2 separate regions of the Callithrix jacchus genome follow, and region 2 is linked to region 1. Evidence: chromatin contacts called from public Hi-C data. All regions are on one chromosome and are shown on one strand. The core of a region is the stretch at or near the end of the contact, and the rest is flanking DNA. Distances in the headings are between cores, read along the strand shown. Region 1 has its middle 210 kb from the start of TOMM20. Region 2 has its middle 19 kb from the start of TARBP1.

Region 1 (5,154 bases), core at 1,035-3,534:
GTCATGCTCTGTGAACGTCTTCCAAGGAAAACATGGCGGCTCTCTAGGTATAGTCACAATTTGCAACTTGAGCTGCACTTGGAGTTACGATGCTAAATTGTTTAAATGAAAGGACCGCAGCATGATGCGTGTGTGCACACGCACAGACACGCACACACACAATGTACACACACCTGTACTCTCCAGGTATATGGGCTGTATATAACCCAGTTCTGTTGGCCTTTTGACGCTTTCCTTCTCCTTCTCTGTTCTCTTTTCTCCTCCTCTCCCTGCTCTTGCCTCTTTCCCTAAATATTCATTATGTACTCTCTGTGGGCCAGGTTCTATGCGAGGCGCTGGGCATGTGAGGAAGAGACTCAAGACTTAATGTCTGCCTGCAAGGAGCGTATAGTCTAGTAGCTGTGCAGGCAAGGAGAAAAAAAGTCTTTCCCAGGGAGTGGTGTGCACCAAGCGGGCACTCTGCTGTGCTGGGGAAATGTGTTCGTGGGGGTGGCACTGCTTAGCAGAAGCATGAGAGACAGAAGATATTTGCCGGTGGGGAGGGCAGGCAGAGACACGGTGTGAAGACGATGCCGTGTGTTTGGGGAAAGTCAGGCATCTGTGTAGCTGGAGATGAGGAATGAGGCGGGCTTGGGCCAGCAGGAGGCAGGATGGGGGGGGGGGAGGCCAGCCAGGGAGAGCCACTGAGGGGTTTCAGCTGGAAAATAAGGTGATCAGAGCTTCCTGTCTTAGACGGATGCCCTGGTGGTTTGCTGAGGATGGACAGAGACAGGCGAGCCTGCAGGGAGGGCTGGAGAGCAGTGCAAGGCCAGATGAGAGGTGCCGAGGTCGGAAACGGTGCTGCTGCTATGGGGATGTGGAGGAGAGGGTGGGAGCAAAGACCTTCCGAAGGCTGAATCTATAGGACTTGGAATCTACATAATTGGTGGTAGAGAGTCTGAAGCCAAAATGTAGGTACGCTGATTATGTTCAGGGGGTTGGGGAGAGAAGAAAGATTAGAACCATGCATTTGGGAAGGAAATAGGGAGAAGATGAGGAGTTGAGTTGGGGCATGTTGAGTTTGAAAATCTGTTGCCCAGTAGGGCTTTTGGGTTTGGTGCTCACGGGAGAAATTTGTGCAGCAGATATTGGCCGTGAAACACAGCAGTGGGTTGGAGTTGCAGGATGGAGGCACCCTCTCAGGGAAAGGGGTAGCGTGGTGGGAGAAACCTCTGGGCAGCACCGTCGCTTCTAACAGCCATGGGCCATAACAGGAAGGTCCCTACTGGAAGGAAGGCATGGGCAGAACCATGGAAGGAGAGCACAGGCCCTTTTCTTGAGGTTGTCTGCACATTGCTGGCACAGAAACTAAACACCCTGGCTGAGGAGGGCCTCCGATGGGAGGGGAGCCTCGGACTGGGGAACCCGTGGACAGAAGGAAAACAGAAGTCCCTGACCAGAGAGAACAGGTGTTTCTTCCAGCGATGACTCCTGGTCTGGGTTAGCAGTGGAACTGCACTTCCAGAGGTAAACAGAAAATAGCTCTGGGCTGCACAGATAGGAAGGAGGTTTTGGATCTGGGCTTCCAAGCCAGCCAGCACCACTCCCGGGCCTCAGGGGGAGGGCAGGACCCACGCCTGGCCCGAGCAGCCCGAAGAAATGGCTTCTCCAGGGAGGGGCAGCTGGCGTGCAACTTGGTGGTCTCGTGCGTCTGTGAGGCAAGGCACCGTCTGGGCTCTTGTGGGATTAAGATATGGGGAGAGTCACCTCCCTCCTCAGTGGTAGCAAGCTCTCTGCAGTCTGCATCCGGAGTGATGCCTGCCTGGAAGGGTCAAGGGCTCTGGTGGGGGAATTTGCTGTGTGTCTTTCAAGCTAGGTCGTGGGTAAATATGCCCTAGACCAATGGCGCATGGAGGTGAGGAGACAGGAGGCAAAGCCGCCCAGGTAAACCAGAGGCCAGGGCCGTGCAGGATGGAGCGCACCAGGGGTGGGGAGCCTTGGTGGCCAGGAAGGCTGGCGAGGGAAAGGCAGAGGCCAGAGGGTGAGAGTAAGGGGGGCAGGAGCAGGAAACGCAGGGAGTCTCAGGTGGGTGCAAAAGCCGTGGCCTTGAGGTGGAGAGACTTGAAACCAGGAACAGGAAATGAGAAAGGACGGAGGGGACGGGGCCTCTTTTCCCCAGAAGGAACAATGGTCATTCTTTAATTGAAAGCTGACGTTCCCTGAGAGAGGAAAGGACTCCCAGTGTGGGGGAGGGGGGCCAGGGACAGGAAGGAAGGGGCCCCAAGCCTGCCTGACCCAGAAGAAAGCAAGAGGCCTCTGGAACTCGATCCGGCCCGTCTCCAGCCTGTGAAGGGGATGGGTGAGCTCACACTGATGGCTTTACCGGAGTGTGACTTTCCCAGGCGCCATGGACTTGTCCTCTGCCCCCACTCTCTGCGGCCTCCTCCAGGACCCTGAGCTGCAGGCCATAGCAGACGCTTCCAAGCCACCCGGGGCAAGGGTCTCACAGGCTGCGAGGTTGTGCCGTTGTGTGAGACTTGCCATCTATACACACGGGAAGAAGGATTTCCCAGAAAAAATAGGGGAAGCTGCCAGTACAAACTCACACCAGCCCGCCTCTTCCCAGATAGACGCCTATCTCCAAAACAATCAAAACTGCCTCATTAAATAACACTTGTTCAGTACAAAGGAAGTACAGCATGATGGGATCGCACGCCGCTTCCAAGGAAAACATTCCCGATTGTTCGGCATGCAACAATGAACACAAAAGCTCAATGGCTTTCGCACGGGAGAGCCGCAGCGCTCAGGGCAGGCTCCGCAGAACTCTTGAGTGCCAGTCGTCCAGGGCGTCACCGGGTGGCTCTCCCACGGTCTGCCCCTGGGAGCCTCGCGCTCATCACACGCAGGTCCTCACCAGCTCTGCATGTGGCAACCTGGGCGTTTTACACCTTACCTACCTCCAGTCTCGGCCCCTCGGTCCCCTCGGTGGGAGGCAGGCTCTTTACCCACTGCAATTGGTGGCATCAAGGACCTCATTTGGCAGGAGGGTGGTCACAGGGCCCAGGGCAGCTGAGGGGAGGGTGCAGTCTTCAGTTCTGACCTGAAGAAGGGCTTGGGACCCTCAGTGACAGCAGTCTTGTCATTTGTATAGACTGTGCCCCCGCACCAACCTCGGTTCATATGTTGAGGCTCCAGCCCTCCGTGTGACCATGTTTGGAGACAGGAGCTTTATGAGGGTGGCTAAGGCTAACTGAGGTCATCAGGGTGAGCCCTCATCCAGTAAAGTTGGTGCCCTCTGACACACCTTCTCTCTCTCTCTCTCCACTGTGTGAGGACACGGGGAGAAGGCGACCAGGTGCAGGTCAGGAAGAGTCCTTACCAGGGGCCCAATTAGCTGGCACCTTGATCTTGGGCTTCCAGCTTCTAGACGGTGAGAAAGACATTCTTGTTGTTTAAACCACCTGGCTTGGAATTGATTTGTTTAGCAGCCTTAGTCCATTTTCTGTTGCTTCTATTGAAATACCTGAAACTGGTTAATTTGTAAAGTAAGGGAATTTATTTTTTACAGTTCAGGAGGCTGGGGAGTCCACTGTCAAGGGGCATATCTGGGGAAAAACCTTCTCTGCAGCATCCCAAGGCAGAGCGGCTTCCCACAGTGAGGGGCTGAGCGGGCAGCTCAGGTCTCTCTTCTGCTTCTTATAAAAGTTCCTCTTCCATGATAACCCATGAACCCATTAATCCACAAATGGATTAATCCATTTATGAGGGCAGTGCTCTCATGACCCAATCACCTCTTACAGGCCCCACCTCTCAATACTGCCATACTGGGGACTCAGTTTCAACATGAGTTTCAGAGGGTCTGTGCATTCAAACCACAGAGCAGTCTGAGAAGACTAACACATCATCCAGTGACAAATCTGAACGCCAAGAAAAGACAGGAAGTCTCAGTGGACAAGAGGACCCTAAGGGACATCTCAGATGTCTGCCTCTCCGTCTGTGACGGTTGCCCTCCCAGGGCCCCACCCAACTCTCCCCTGGGGACCTGGCCAGCGAATTCGCTTGGCGTGTGTGTATATGTGACAACTTTTATATTTTGTTTGCTGTAATGGAGGAATAGAAGCTCAAGGACATCCACACCCACCTTTAAGCCTTCACTTTGTCTCTTTTTGGAGACAAAGTCTCTCTCTGTTGCCCAGGCTGGAGTGCAGTGGCGCGATCTCGGCTCACTGAAACCTCCACCTCCCAGGTTCAAGCTATTCTCCTGCCTCAGCCTCCGAGGAGCTGGGATTATATGCACTCGCCACCACTATGCCGGCTCATTTTTGTATCTTCAGTAGAGATGGGGTTTCACCATGTTGACCAGGTTGGTCTTGAACTCCTGACCTCAGGTGATCCACCTGCCTCGGCCTCCCAAAGTGCTGGGATTATAAGTATGAGCCACCATGCCCAGCCCGGCCACTCTGTCTTTTTGTGGAGTACCCTTCACCGGTGGCTAAAGTCAGGCGTGGCCCCACCCTGGGCCATGTCATGTGCAACCCTGGGAATCTTCTGGCAGGCAGTAAACAGCAGGGAAGGGATAAATTCTTAATAAACTGAATCCGGTTTTCGTGCAAATGCACCTGCTATTACAGAGCCAGAGTGTAAGAACTACAGAATATTTATGACAGAGAGAAGCAGGCCTGTTTGGAAACAGACGTTTTATTAGGTTCCCGTGAGGCACCAGCTGCTCTTTCAACATTTCTATTTCGGGGCTTTATGTAGAAAAGTGATCGCTCTATAAATAGCAGGGCAAACAAAGTTAGGAAGGTGGCTGTTGACACGGGGGAGGCTGAGGCCCAGAGCCAGAGGACACCATGTGGCTCCTTCCCCCGGCCTTTCGGGGTGTCCAGGCTAGACTGTCCCTGGAGTGATCGGCCGTGGTGACTCAGGAGTTCCGAGCTCTTCTTTCAGCCCCTCCCAGCCTGCCTCTGTCCGCCTCCATTCTCCTTAGCTTTTTATCTTTACATTTCTTTCTTTGCTTTCTTATTTTGCAAAAAAATTCACACCTTGGAAAAGTTGCAAGAATAGTAAAAGGCCCACCTGTGTATCTTTCCTGTGAGTTTACAAATGAGTGTTTTGCTTCCTCTCTCTAGATATAGATATCATTCCTATTTTTTGCTGAAAAGTTTGAGATAT
Region 2 (5,154 bases), core at 947-3,446, 420 kb after region 1:
CCAAGTTTCCGGTATGTCATGAAAACTGAAACCTGGTTTTGAGTTTCCTTACCAAATTCACCCAGAGCCATGACGGAAGACGTGTGAGGTAGCAAGCACGAGCAGCTCCAGGGCACAACTGAGACACTCAGCACTTGACTCTATTTCTAGCACTGCCACCTCCTTGCTATGTGGCCTGAGGCTGGCCACCTGCTCTCTCTCAGTCACCTTTGCCCAGTACTGCGAGAGAGGGGAGGTTTTTATCTGATCTTTCCAGGACCTGAGCGGGTGTGTGCTGAAACGGTAGCATTCCTTTGACTCTCTGTGAGTTCCAGTGCACACATCTCCAGGATATCATAGACATCCCATTCATACCAACACGTGCCTTCTCTTCCTAGTCATTTTTCTTCCACTATTCCCCCTTGAGCTGGGCTAAGAGAACAACGGTGTGGACTCATTCCTTAGGTGCATCGTTGGTCCTTTCACAGACTTAAATATATACATGTGTCCCACTCTTAGAGCAAATAGAAACATCGATTACATGTATTTTAGGACCTCTGTCTGAATTCTGAAGTCTTGCTCTGACTTCTTTTCAGGCTTCCACTTTTGATTTCAGGCACATTCACACTTGTTTAGCTTTCAACTTACAGAGAATGCTGGAAAAGGGATTCATGCATTATTTAGAGCATTCATCTAAATGCCCTCCCAGATCCCTTCTAACCCCATGAGGTCCCATGAGTCTGTGAAATGCATGGGCAAAGGAAAAGGAACTGAGGCTTTGAAGTCAGACCTACCTGGTTCCAACTCCTAGTTCTCAAGTTTACTAGTTGTGTGATTTGGGGTGAGCTGTTTACCCTCATAGGGGCTTAGGGTCCTCATCTGAAAACCTGGGTCAGTGCCAACTACCAAGCCAGGGCTGTGAGGATTAAATGAGACATTACTTACATAAAAACATGGAACAGGATGGGCGCAGTGGCTCACATCTGTAATCCCAGCACTTTGGGAGTCCAAGGCTGGCAGATCACGAGGTCAGGAGTTCAAGACCATCCTGGCCAACATGGTGAAACCCCGTCTCTACTAAAAATACAAAAATTAGCCAGGCATGTTGGTGGGAGCCTGTAAGCCCAGCTACTCGGGAGGCTAAGGCAGGAGAATCGCTGGAACCCAGGAGGCAGAGGTTGCAGTGAGCTGAGACCTTGCTTTTGCACTCCAGTCTGGGTGACAGAGCAAGACTCTGTCTCAAAATAAAATAAAATAAAAAAGAAATAACATGGAACAGAGTAAGAGGCATATGTAGGTGCCAAGGTATGTATTAGATTCTGTTCTTTATTAACGTGCAAGTTCCTGACGGCTCCAATATGTAGGCTATTGTATATCTGAATATTGCTTCTGTCTCAACTTCCAGGTTTTATTTCAAAAAGAGAAAGAAACAAGGAAATAAACAGTAACTGTCAGAAGTCCTTTGTAAAGTATCACCCATCCATTGAAATGTGCTTTCCATTCAAAAACTAACTTATTAATTATTCATTGCTTTTGGAACTGAAAATGAGAACAGAGTTTAAGACCCAGAGTTGGCTAAGAACAGTGTTCCAACTGTCTGATGTCTGTCATTTCCTGGTATCCAAGCAGTTCATCCCAAATCTGAGATTTGCAGTTTCGGGAGTCCCGTGAACTTTAGGCTCGACGATCAGTCAGGTTTAGTCCCGTTTAGCCAATGCCTGGAATGACTGTTCTCTTTACTTTCATTTCCACTCGGGGCACTGCATTTCTGGGGGATTATTTCACTGCATGGGTGGTCCGAGTCCCTTGGCCTTCAGCCTTATGGCTCATTCCATTGCTCTGGGCAAGCCGTAACCACCCGAACACGCAAGTTTTTCTTTCATGCCCCAATGCCATGAGTAACACCATTAACTCTTCAGGACTGAGTTTGGGATTACCAAAAAATCTTGCAACCCCCTGTGTTTGCAGTCAAAACGCAGAGGAACAGGATGTTTGCAGGGCTTGTTTTCACGCCAGAAATGCGGTTGCCCTCATAAACAATCCTTGAGATGTTTTTTACCTAACGATTGTACTTCGCTGGGATTGCGGGTTACAAAATGGAAGCTCAGTGCTTCCTGCTTCGAGTTCCAGCAGAACAAATGTGCGAGAGATTCCCGGGCTTGGAAACTCTTCAGACCAGGAAGGGCTGCCGATGTGTCCCCAGCAGGGAAAGGGCAGGAGGAGCACAGCTGTGCAAGGGGGTGTTTCACATGCTTCTCTAAAGAGGAGCTTCCTGAAGTGTAAAAAGGCTGGGGAGACGCAGGGCCACATTTCCCAAGGCCTGGGGCCAGTGCGGGGACAAACGCGAGGCGGGCGCAGGTGCTTTGCGGGTTCCGCGCGCCATCTGGTGGCTTCGGGCTGACATTGGGCGCACCATCCGGGCTTCACCCCATTGACAGAGGCTGCACAGGAGGAAACCATTGTGGGCGTCTAAGTTCTGTTGGCAGGGATCACCAGGGCCCCCAAAGGAAGACAACAAGGGCCAGATGCTCCGAATTCCATTCCTTATTCTACAAATGGATACTCAAAGCCTCAGGTTCCCCTTTGAGGAGGAGGCACTGATCCTTCCTTCAGTGCCAGCCTTTCCATGACACAGCAACATGAGCACTGGGCTCTGCACAGTCTGGCCCCTCTGTGCCTGCTTTCCACGTCGTGACCCCTTGCCCCTACCTGCAGCAGGCGTCTTCCCCTTGCCCCTACCTGCAGCGCGTGTATATTCCCTTCCAGGCTTCTGAATCCCATGGTTCTCAAGGGTGATTCCACAGGCATCTTTACATCCTTAGAATATTTGCCTCCTATTTTGTTCCTGCTAGTGTTTCCAAAGTGTGTTCCAAGAATGGTGGTTTTGTTAAGTAGAATTGTATCTCTTTTTGAAAAGGCATTCGGGCCGGGTGCAGTGGCTCACGCCTGTAATCCCAGCACTTTGGGAGGTCGAGGCGGGCGGATTACGAGGTCAGGAGATCGAGACCATCCTGGCTAACACAGTGAAACCCCGTATCTATTAAAAATACAAAAAATCAAAATAAAAGATTAAAATCAGCCGGGTGTGGTGGCACGCACCTGTAGTCCCAGCTACTGGGGAGGCTGAGGCAGGAGAATCGCTTGAACCCAGGAGGCGGAGGCTCCTGGTGAACTGAGATCACACCACTGCATGGCATTCAAAGTTTGGGAAAGTCGGGGTTATGCCAAGGTCAAAGGGACATGATCGCAGGCTATCTCAGGAGCATTAAACATGCTGAGAATGTAGTGGATCTCTAAGAAGGAACTAGAGTTCGCTATAGTTTCTAAACTTTAGAAGGTTTTGGCATCAAAACCTTCCTCCTGTCTCCACCTTTGGAGAGCATCCTGCAAATACTGCATTTAATAATACAATTTTAAGGAAAAAGAGTGCCCTGTTCACTTGACCCATGATTATGTAGCTATCTTTTTAAAACTGAAAGACACCTGTATTTGTTTGCTGGGGCTATCATATTGCCTCACAGTTGCGGAGGCTGAAGCTCCAAGACCAGCGGGTTGGCAGGGCTGGTTCCTTCTGAGGTTCTGAGGTTCTTCCCCTTGGCTTAGAAATGGTCATCTTCTCTCTGTGCCGCCACATGATCTCCCCCGTGTCTATCTGTGTCCTAGTTGCCTTCTCTTTTTCTTCATTATTTCTTCCTTCTCCTCCTCCTCCTCCTCCTCCTCCCCTCCTCCTCCTCCTCCTCCTCCCCTCCTCCTCCTCCTCCTCCTCCCCTCCTCCTCCTCCTCCTCCTCCTCCTCCTCCTCCTCCTCCTCCTCCTCCTCCTTCTTTTCTTCTTCTTTGGTAGAGATGGAGGTGGAGGGTGGGTACCACTATGTTGCCCAGGCTGGTCTCAAACACGTGAGCTCAAGTGATCCTTCTGCCTCAGCCTCCCAAAGTGCTGGGATTATAGGAATGAGCCACTGCACTCAGTCCTATCTCTTTATAAGGACACCAGACATATTGGGTTAGGACCCACGGACATGACCTCATTTTACCTTAATCACCTTTTTAATGTCCCTATGTCAAATTACGGTTACATTCGGAGGTGCTAGGGGTTAGGACTTTAACAAAGGAATTTTGGGGAGCCAGAGTTCAGCTCATAGCAACATCTTATTGTTGTATCTGTAGGGTAAAATGTATGCTTCAATGGAAAATTACGCATTGATTAGAGCAGGGTTGGCAAACTCCAGCCAGTCAGCCAGATCCAGCCAGCCACCTGTGTTTATAAATAAAGTTCACTGGCACACAGCCACATTCATCCTTCACATATAGTCCGTGATTACTTGCATATTAATAGCAATTGAGTATCTGTACAAAAATCATATGGCTTGCAAAATGGAAAACATTTACTATCTGGCCCTTTAGAGGGAAAGGTCTAGAACCCACCCACCCTTCGGGGTTATCTAATTTTGATCCTATAGGGGCTCCGCACCTTTCACAGCCTTTGAGCTATTTTACAACTCAATAAGTTGTAGGTAATGGATAACAATGCAAAATAATCCTTGCCCATAGACAAGAAGCAGCCAGCTTTGCCTCAGTTTGCTTATTCCTTTCAGTATCCTTATCAATAAATCTGTCTCTTCTTTGGGTTCTCTTTTGAACTGGTTGTAGCATCTTATAGTTTCCTCATTAATAATGAATTGAATAAATCTTAACTTTTTTTAGTATCTGAGGAGTCATAATTTTGCCTTTTTTTGAAAAGTATCCTTCAAAATACCAATGCTAGGCTTATCGAGTGTGATAACGGCATTGGGATTATAAAAGACAGTGTTTTCGCTCTTAAGAGTACACACCGAAACACTTAGGGTGAATCGGTTATCACGATGCTTACAATTTGCTTTCAAATGGTTCAGCATGAATGAAAACGAACGTGTGTGTGTCTGTACATACCCACATATCCAGCACATATATGGGGGAAAGCGGGAGAAAGAGAAAGAAAATTAGTAAAATATAAACAACTAGTGAATCTAGGTGAAATATGGTGCCCTTGAGTGGTATACTATTTGTTGAACGTTTCCATATGTTTGACAATTTTCAAAACAAAAATCTGCACAAGAAGGATAGATTTATGTCACATTCCTCACTAAGTGTGCCGTCAGCTTCATGTCCTATTCTTCTGGATGTTCTTCCACTATCAG

What was found. A called contact is a pair of places that touch in the nucleus more often than the background predicts.
Region 2: a Hi-C map of skeletal muscle shows a contact between it and region 1, with 8 times the contacts expected there. The contact joins two enhancer-like sites. A contact is called at or near these places in 2 of 3 Hi-C or Micro-C datasets (both in skeletal muscle).

What each region holds. Positions count from the first base shown.
Region 1 is chr19:50,310,552-50,315,705 of calJac240_pri, forward strand. No RefSeq gene overlaps it. Among named protein-coding and RNA genes, the nearest start is that of TOMM20, 210 kb to the left of the region's middle. Within about 2 kb of position 2,285, at least 6 of the 16 cell types and tissues checked have an H3K27ac peak or open chromatin away from gene starts, as enhancers often do. A contact at or near this core is called in skeletal muscle, where this site is marked.
Region 2 is chr19:50,735,240-50,740,393 of calJac240_pri, forward strand. No RefSeq gene overlaps it. Among named protein-coding and RNA genes, the nearest start is that of TARBP1, 19 kb to the right of the region's middle. Within about 2 kb of position 2,197, at least 10 of the 16 cell types and tissues checked have an H3K27ac peak or open chromatin away from gene starts, as enhancers often do. A contact at or near this core is called in skeletal muscle, where this site is marked.